2 separate regions of the Danio rerio genome follow, and region 2 is linked to region 1. A link is a contact called in public HiChIP or PLAC-seq data. All regions are on one chromosome and are shown on one strand. Each heading gives the region's core, a stretch centred on a gene start, on an enhancer-like site or on the middle of the called end of the contact. The rest is flanking DNA. Distances are from core to core; before and after follow the strand shown. Region 1 holds the start of kiss1ra (KISS1 receptor a). Region 2 holds the start of kif2c (kinesin family member 2C).

The links. HiChIP or PLAC-seq counts read pairs in DNA pulled down with a chosen protein or histone mark.
Region 2: a contact with region 1 is called in an H3K4me3 HiChIP or PLAC-seq map of embryo, with 2.6 times the contacts expected there. The contact joins the promoter of kif2c here to the promoter of kiss1ra in region 1. A contact is called at or near these places in 2 of 18 Hi-C or Micro-C datasets (caudal fin and an unstated tissue) and 2 of 4 datasets of contacts at active chromatin or transcription factors (caudal fin and embryo).

The regions. Positions count from the first base shown.
Region 1 is chr2:36,766,608-36,771,232 of GRCz12tu, forward strand. kiss1ra (KISS1 receptor a) reads left to right here and starts at 2,153. Exons shown (of 5, transcript NM_001105679.2): 1 at 2,153-2,378; 2 at 4,357-4,481. The coding sequence starts at 2,153.
Region 2 is chr2:36,897,202-36,902,098 of GRCz12tu, forward strand. It overlaps kif2c (kinesin family member 2C), which reads left to right and starts at 2,509. Exons shown (of 21, transcript NM_001114593.1): 1 at 2,509-2,672; 2 at 3,302-3,396; 3 at 3,871-3,987. The coding sequence starts at 2,612.

The sequences.
Region 1 (4,625 bases), core at 903-3,402:
TGTTAAAGTCAATGGTTACAGCCCAGTATGCATTTTTGTTATGCTAATAATGTCCAATAGATGTCTAATAGATGTCTAAACATAGTCGTCATGGCTAAAACAAGGCTAAATTTGGGATGTCAGTGAAAATCTAATAGACGTCTAAGAATAGGCCAAAATTAAATAAACAGAAATGAAGGACTAGACATACTGTATAAAGTCTGTTTAATCTGTCTATTTGACGAATATTGTAGTTTTGGGCTATTCTCATCTATTAGATTTTCACTTACAGTGCAAATTTAGCTTTGTTTTAGCCAAGCTGTGTATGTTCAGATGTCTATTAAACAAAATTGTTTGCTGGGAGGATTTAAGCTTTTTTTTATTTTCTGTTCAACAAAACAAAGAAAGTTCAACAGGTTTGGAACAAGTCATTGGTGTATAAATTATGACAGAATATTTAGATTTGCATAAACATCCCTTTATCCGATCAAAAACAATGAGTAATTGTTGTAGAGGTATTTTACATTTTTAGTTCATGTTAACTGACATTTTACTCTAAATCAGAGATGCCCAAACTAGAGCTAGCAGGCCCAAGTTGGGCCCAACCTTAGATTCTGCCTGCTATCCCATTTGAGAAGAGAGGGAGAATGATGGGGATGGTTTTGAGATTGTCAATTCAAATTTAATGCAACCATTTAATGCAACCTTTTGTTTGTTATATTGTTAAAAGCTAAGTAAAATAAATGTTACAATTAAATGGTGTAAATTCATCAGATTTTGTTTAAATGTACATACTTTCACCCGACAATGCAGAGACTTCAGTGAGCAAATTAATTCTTTGGGATTATTTATGGTTTTATTGGAAAAAGTTATCATTAAAAAAAATAAAGTTTACATACATTACAGTTTAAAGTAATGTTTTCTGTTTAATTTGAAATATTAGAAAAAAAATGGGATATTACCCATGTTAACCCATGGTAAATTTACTTTCGGCCCACAGCTCTCAACAATGTTTGGTGTTTGGCCCTTCATACTAAAAAGTTTGGGCACCCCTGCTCTATATATAGCTTTGAAGTAAAATTTTACACTTTACTCCTAATCTATTCAGTGCAACAGCATTTATTTTTTTCATATTTCAAATATATACACTGCATTTTTGTTTGATTATTATTAACCAATGTTATTATATATATTATATTATATAATATATTATAATATTAATATTATATTATATTAATATTATATTATTAAGTTTGATTATTATTAACCAATGTCAGCCATGCATTAAACGGTAGAGATGATTCATTTATTAATATATATATTTTTTTTAATAGAGGGAGCTTTTAATCTCTAAGTCAGTTCAGTGCTCAGACGGACCCCTGTGCTCTTATCTGAGCAGTAACTGTGTGATTCAACCATGATTGGTGGGCTTATTCTCAACACCTTAGGTTGGTCTGATTGAATTGCACATTCATAGTTTCAATATGCTTCGATTTGCAGCAAAGAGCACACATATAAACCATTTTCAAAGGAATAAAGTAACAGGAGCCCAACAAAAGGACCCTATATAGCAATTTGCCTTGATGTGTATAGTGAACAGTCCCAAGAAGCAGTAATTGCATATGTCCATGCTGTGGCCAATAACTTGTAGGTTAGAATTATGTGTTGTAGTAGACCAAATTGATCACTCTGATTGCACAGGTTTTTGTATCTTTAGGCTATGTGTATATTGCAGGGTAAATAACACATTTATATTTTACTCTCTCTGCGCACGGAGCAGTGGAATGAGAAAGAGAGAGGGAGAGAGAGACCTAAAATTGTTGCTAGGCGACCTGACATCAGTTCTTCATTCTACAATCATTGCGTAGCCCACGTGTGTCGAGACTCTGTATAAAGCCAATGGGAGCCAATCCACTCTGCCTTTGAGTGGATGCTGTTCGCAGGGCTCCTTTTTTAAAGAGCTGAAGAGAAGTCAAATTACGGCGATCGTCTCTCTCGAAAGACGCATCAACCTGTGCAATTTTTTCAGTGTGAGACTTAAGAACACACAACACATTAGATTCAGATGAAGATCAAGTTTTGTGGATTAGTGGGCATGAGGATTTTGACACCGCAGGAATAAAAAAGACACTTTTTTTGTGTTGTTTGTAAGCTTTTTTTGCTATCTGAAATCATGTTTTCTGGTGAAGACTGGAATTCTAGTGAGCTTCTGAATGGCTCTTTCAGAAACTCTTCTATGGAGGATTCGGAGGACGGGGAGCACCCGTTCCTGACAGATGCATGGCTTGTGCCGCTCTTTTTCTCTCTCATCATGCTAGTGGGGCTGATCGGAAACTCACTGGTGATTTATGTCATCTCCAAACACAGACAGATGAGGACGGCTACTAACTTTTACATAGGTGAGTCTGAGCCAAACCTTTTACTAAATCACAATGTTTATTTCTGAAAATTACATTAAGAACATTTTTAAAATAGTGGAAAAAAGAAGAAATAATAATAATAATATTTAATAAAAAGAAACATTTGAATTTTAATTTAGTTTCTTTTGTATGTTTTTATTTTTGTGCATATTGTTTTTAATCATATTATCAATCAGTTTTAATCATATTAACTATAGATGAACAGTTTAATTAGTATTCTAACTGCTCTATGAAGCACTTTGAGGTTCTTTTTATGTCTAAAAAGTGCTATGCTTTCATTAATATTAATGCTCACACTTTACAATAATGTTTTCACTAACTAACGTGAACTAAGTATGAACACTACTGTAGAGCATTTATTTATCATAGTTCAACATTTACTAATGCCTTATTAAAAGCCAAAGCCATGCTTGTTAACATTAGTTAATGCACTGTAATTCAACATAACTGTATTTTAATTAACTAACATTAATAATCATGAACAAATACAGTAATGAATGTATTGTTCAGTGTTTGTTCATCACTGTAAAAATTATGTCTGCAAAAACAATCTGTCTGGGTTGAATTTGAACAAATCAAATGTAGTAATGTTCAACTTGATTTGTTTGTTTAAATTCAGCTCAAAAAATTGTTTACAACCACTTAACTTAAACAAATCTTTACAGATTTTTTTAGTGATGTTAGTAAAAACATCAGCTAACATTAAAATATTTGACCTCATTGTAAAGTGTTACCATATTATCAGTGATAATATTAATAAACTATTAGTACTATTAAACTAATTATTAGCACTTTATCTTTCCTTTTAGTGAGTTTATATTCAGACAGTACACTGAGTTCAGTCTAAAGTACTGCAGTGACAGAAATAAATTGTGCTTCAACCTCTTAATGACTAAATATGATGGATTAGCCACAGGATGTTGTGCTGACATGTAATTGTATGAATTATTGCATTCCCTTAAGGAACACTGCACAAGGACCTCTTAAGACAGATTGCACGGTTAGGAAATGCCATAAAATTGGAACTTAAATGACTTACTACTAGAAAAAAAAATCTCTGAAATATTTTTTTTGCATTTAAGTTGTATTACATTTGATTGTATTTGTACTTTTAGTTGGGTTTTTTTGCATACAGTGATTTTTTTTGATGAGCATGACAGAAAATGAAGTCAAATTGAAGGGATAGTTCACCTAAAATGAAAATTCGGCAAAACTAGCATTTCTTTTAGTTTTGTTGAACCCAAAAAATAGATATTTTGTGGTGGTTAGCACTGTCGCCTCACAGAAAGAATGTCACTGGTTCAAGTCCTGGATGGGTCAGTTGTCATTTCTGTGTGGAGTTTGCATGTTCTCCCCATGTTGGTGTGGGTTTCTTCTGGGTGCTCCGGTTTCCCCCACAAGTCCAAAGACATGTCGGTGAATTGAATAAACTAAATTGGCCGTAATGTATGTGTGTGAAGGAGTGTGTATGGATGTTTCCTAGTACTGGGTTGCAGCTGGAAGGGCATCCGCTGTATAAAACATATGTTGGTGGTTCATTCCTCTGTCGTGACCCCTGATGAATAAAGGGACTAAGCTGAAGAAAAATGAATGAATGAAAACATGTATCATTAACCTGCAAAATGATATCATTAACCTAACAAAAATGTTAAGTCTCAATGGTTACATGCTTCAACATGCTTCAAAATATCTTCTTTTGTGTTCAACAGAACATAAAAACTGATTAGTGAGTAAATGATAGGAGAACTGCTATTTTTGGGTGAACTATCCCTTTAACATTCTGTGGCTCAGTCTGATTTTCCAGGTTTCTGCTTCTATTTTATTCCCTTTATTTTATACACTGCATATCTGCCTGCATTTTATCTCACACCCCCATAAGATAACAGTGATATGCACACCTCACATCACACATTCAAAAGAAATGGATTGTTTTTCACATGTATATTTAATTCCTCAGCTAACTTGGCTGCCACCGACATCATTTTTCTGCTGTGCTGTGTGCCGTTCACCGCCACCCTCTACCCTCTGCCCGGCTGGATATTTGGGGACTTCATGTGCAAATTTGTTGCTTTTCTTCAACAGGTAATAATAGAACCTCAGGGAACAAAACTGCACAAGAAGCATCGTTTCAAAATAAGATACTGTATGTCTTTGCTGTGTCATCTAAGAATGTTTTTGAGGACAAAACCAGTGACTGCAAGTAGAAATTATAGGAGGAATAAATGT
Region 2 (4,897 bases), core at 1,259-3,758, 130 kb after region 1:
GACTTGATTTATAACTTACATAAAAGCTTTCAAAAAAATTGTTATGTTTGCATGTGGATGGATGTGCTGAAAATGCCTGAAAAGTGATTTATCTATTTATCACAACATAAATATACGGTTTTCTCAAACACACATTGAATGTATTGCTCTGTTGGAATTAATAAATGTATTAACATTTGCAGATTTAAAAGACATTTTATCCTAAGCAAATTACAATGTATGAATTAGGCAAATCAACAATGAAACATTACACAACAATTGCAGATAACACTAAAGATACACGTTAACGCAGACGCATTACGCAACAAAGACCATGTGTAGTACACAAATCTTCCTTAACAACATTCAATAAAATAGCACCTTTATAGTATCTATTTTATGTGTGCATTAATTCTGGGAAATTTTGTAAGAAGAAAAAGGGTAAAGAACACAAAAAGATTCAGTAATGGCTTTACTTCATCTTATGAATAAATATGACCATGTTCAGATAAGTCACAATGACCTAATAGAGGGTTTTCAAAAGAACTATCTATACAAAAAATAGAGGCATAATGGCAGAAAATGTAGTTGAATAATTTGTGACATTTTCTTTTCATATATATGATTAATGTGTCTATCTCATAAACCCCTTTCTGGCATAGACTGTATTTGTTCATGTACCTTTGTGCCCTATTCCATTGTATTATTTCAAATCTAATTTTAGTCTAGACATACAGTTAAATAACACTTATAAAGAAATTAAAAATAACATCCAAAAAGTAGCTGTGTGATAATAGTAGAAAAGGTATAGACTCACCCTGGTTTAGCAACAAGTAACATGACAATGTGTTTTCTGTGCATTCTGTCACCTGTAAGCAGTAAAATAAGATTACAGTTAAATTTACTAACAACGACATTTTGCTCATTTTTATTAATTCACAATTTTAAATAATTTATGGAGAAACAATAGACTTTTAAAAAGAGGAACAAATTACTTTACTGCCTGCTCTACCAAATAGTTGACCATGTTTTGACTGTTTTAAATAATGGTTTACACTATGGCATTGTTGGTTTACAAGAAAAATCAAACAAACATAATCCTACTACACTTGATTTTGGTTTTATTGTAAAAAACAAGACATGTTAAATGAGAATCTGAAATATTTTATGGCATACTTAAAAAAGATGATTTAGTATACAAAAAGTAGTTTGATTATTTTTTAAATAAATTGGTCTTACACTTTATATTTTATTTTATTACTTTAAAATTTTATAGTATATGTATTATTTCTGGTACTTTTACCAAAATTAATAAATTTTGTTTTTAAATAAATTGGTCTTACACTTTATATTTTATTTTATTACTTTAAAATTTTATAGTATATGTATTATTTCTGGTACTTTTACCAAAATTAATAAATTTTGTTTTTAAATAAATTGGTCTTACACTTTATATTTTCAAAAATTGTATAGTATATCTATTAATTCTGGTACTTTTACCATAAACAGACATATCTACTGTTTTAGAAATTATGGAATGTGTTAAAAAAATTACATTGAGTGTGATAACTAGTTACATTAGGAGTTAGGAAATGCAATCCAAAAAAAAAAAAATTCTTAGTGGGGTAGTTAAAGTGTTAGGCAGATGTTTTTTCTCCTAATTATTCCTATTATTTAATTAATTTACTACAGAAAAAAAGGGAAAAAGAACTACAATATCGTCTTTAAAAAATTTTGTTTAAAATAGTTTATGCAAAAATGTGAATTTTATATTATTATGTGAATTTTTATATTTTATTTTATATGCCTTAAAATGTTATATTTCGGAATCAAAATAAGAAAGACCTTTATAATGAAGTGGCTTCTTAACTAAGAAAAGGAATTTGTCTTGGTGACGAGCTTCTAATGGAAAAAGGATAAAGACAGTGCAAATATTATTGTATAATAACACTATTAAAATAAATAATTATATGGAATAAATACTAAATAACATTAATAAATAATAACACATGGGTAATAAAAATGTAGAATAGTTAATTTTCCAGTCCAGTGTAAACTACTCACAATAATCTTGCATAATTTATATAGTGATATTTCAACTATCTAACGTTATACTTAAGAGTAATGAAATTCACACGTCTGCTTAAGTTGAACTGATTTGTTATTTTTACTCCTTCAATATATGTCCTCGATGAATATTCATGTCCTTTATTACTTGAACAAACTTACTTGGTATAACGTTAAGTTAGCCTCCAAGACACTAGCTTTCAAAGACTGATTGATTCCTAGCCTTTATGTTACCAGATTTGATGTTAAAATTAAACAAACTGGCTTTTTGATTGAATTTTTTTAACGTTACGTTAGCTTCTTGCCAAAAGGAAAGTGTCGAACCCAGTGCTATTCTAAGTTCTTATTGGCGCAATGGAATGCCAGTCATTTTAGAATGCTCTGATTGGTCTAAACGAAGCACTACCTACCTAAATAATCCAATAACTTCCGCTGACGATTTTTGAATGTAGAGCGGTTAATGTTGGTTTGTGACTCCTTAGGGCAAAGTAACGCTAGCAGAAAATAGTTGTTTATTGGAGCTACAGACACGTTAAAAATTTCAATTAACAAAATAATACCTGAGATGGACCCCGCTTTGTCGAAACTTCTTATTGGACTTGCTGTCAACATAAGTCGTAGTGATGGTAAGATGCTTGTTTGCTAATTGCTAATCTTTTACAGGCACGAAATGTATCAATCCAGCTGATGTAAAAGTCAAACCAAGTAAAATTAGATTAAGTTGAGCTTGCTGCGATGCAGTAACGTTACAACATGCATTGATGACTTGTGAGAGCTGATGTTTTTAACGTTAAAGTTTAAAAATAAAGCTGGGAGATCAACACTCAAAGAAAAACATTTAACGTTAACGTTAATAATAGCCATCTAACTTAAATCTTAAAGCGTGTAACGGACATACTGCAGGCACAAAAACAACCTGTCATTTCTCCCTGTGCGTTCTTTCCTTGTGGGATTGCTAATTAATGACTGAAACATACAGAACCTATTTGTCAGTGATTGTTTTAAATGAATAATTAGCCAAAAGGGAGAAGTTGTGATTACACGCGCACACACATAATTGATGTTTTTTTTCCAAACCCATATCAATTAGTTTGTTATCTGAGAGAATCTTGAGCGAAATTACATGTATTTTTCATTGTTTATTGTATGGGAAAAAACAATGCATTGTTGCATCACTGAACAAAGTCTGTTATGTATGATCTCAAGGTTCAACAGAAAATGCATTATGTTTATGGCACTGTTTCTCATTATGCAGGAAGAATACACAGCGCTATTGTGAAAACTGCCAACGTCTCTAAATCCACTGTGAATGTAGAATGGGCTGAGCATGGTATGACTAAAGGAAAAGAGGTTTGTACTAAATGTTAAAACCCCTAATCAATGCACACTATATCTCTAGATCACTGTTTATACATTTTCATAATACACTTGGTTAGGGCCGGGCAATATGGCAAAAATGCAATCTCAATAATTATTTTCCATATTGAACAATAATGATAATATGAAAGTTGTTAATGATTCCAGATTTAAAAGAGTACCCAAACAACTGAAGCCACAAAAATTAGAGGGTCCATTAAATAGCACTACATATTTTCGGCCGAAAATTCGGTACATCAACACATTTCTGCTGTGTAATTGACTTTTGGATCAATATAGAGTGAAGCTGTCCAAAGCTTATCATTGTTATTGACATACATTTTGTAATTTAATATATTATTGTTTATCAGCCCAGTCCTACATGTGCTTCTGTACAGAGCAGTTAATACATTGATGGCAATTGATATGGAAAACAAGATTTAAAAAAAAAATAATGTTTTCTTCTAGGTTGACATGAATGAACTCAATCATCTCAATTCTGACCTTATACAACACCTTCAACCATGTCATCAGGAGGAACCTGCACCCACCCCTATTCCGACACCAATGACACGAATGACAAAAGTGAGTTTTGTATATCTTTTCTACAATTCTTGTGTAAACCTTCTTTTAGAAAGTTGGTTTAAAATGAAGATTTGCTTTTTTATTTTTGATTCAAGTGTTGTCTATCTGCACAGTAATTTCACAAGGGATTCAATTGGGTCCTTTTGTTCAGACAGTGCTGTCATGGTATATGCATGTCGGTTGCCATAGTAATGCCATAGGTGTTTGGTGCAATGTCTAGACTATTTTTTCTACAACTGTGAGAATCTGTCAATGTTGAGAGGAAGACCAGTGAAGAGCTTTAATTTTATTAAGAAAAACATAAGTGCGCACACATAAGGGTTTCTGTAATACCATGATCATTTAGTGTAATTGTTTTATATACCAAATTTTGTCAAGCATATTTACAATTTGGTGACATAAAATACTATTAAAAAGAGGGCTGCACGATACTGGAAAACTCTGACATTACGATATTTTAAATTCCTGTGATGTGAATACCATTTCACCAGGTGACTGAACTATCAATGATGCATAGTTTTTATTTTTTTATAATGTGATCTTTATTTAAGTGACAAACATTATCTTGTGGCTGAATGTTTTAACTCTAAAATATCTAAATGTTCACAGCATGACTTGCATTAACGTGATAGTTCACCCAAAAAGAAAAATTTACTCAATTTTTACTCGCCCTTCAGTCGATTTAAATGTTTACGTTATTAAAATATCTTTTTTTTGTGTTCAGCATCAAAAATAAATCATAAACATTTGAAACAAGTGAAAGGTGGACTGAAAATAATGAGTACCATTTACATTTTGGGTGAACTATCACTTTAAAAACGCAGGCCAGATGATAAACTTTTACTCCATTATGATTAAACCCTGCATGGATTATAATAATTTTTTTTTAATAAGAACTGGTCCAAATACA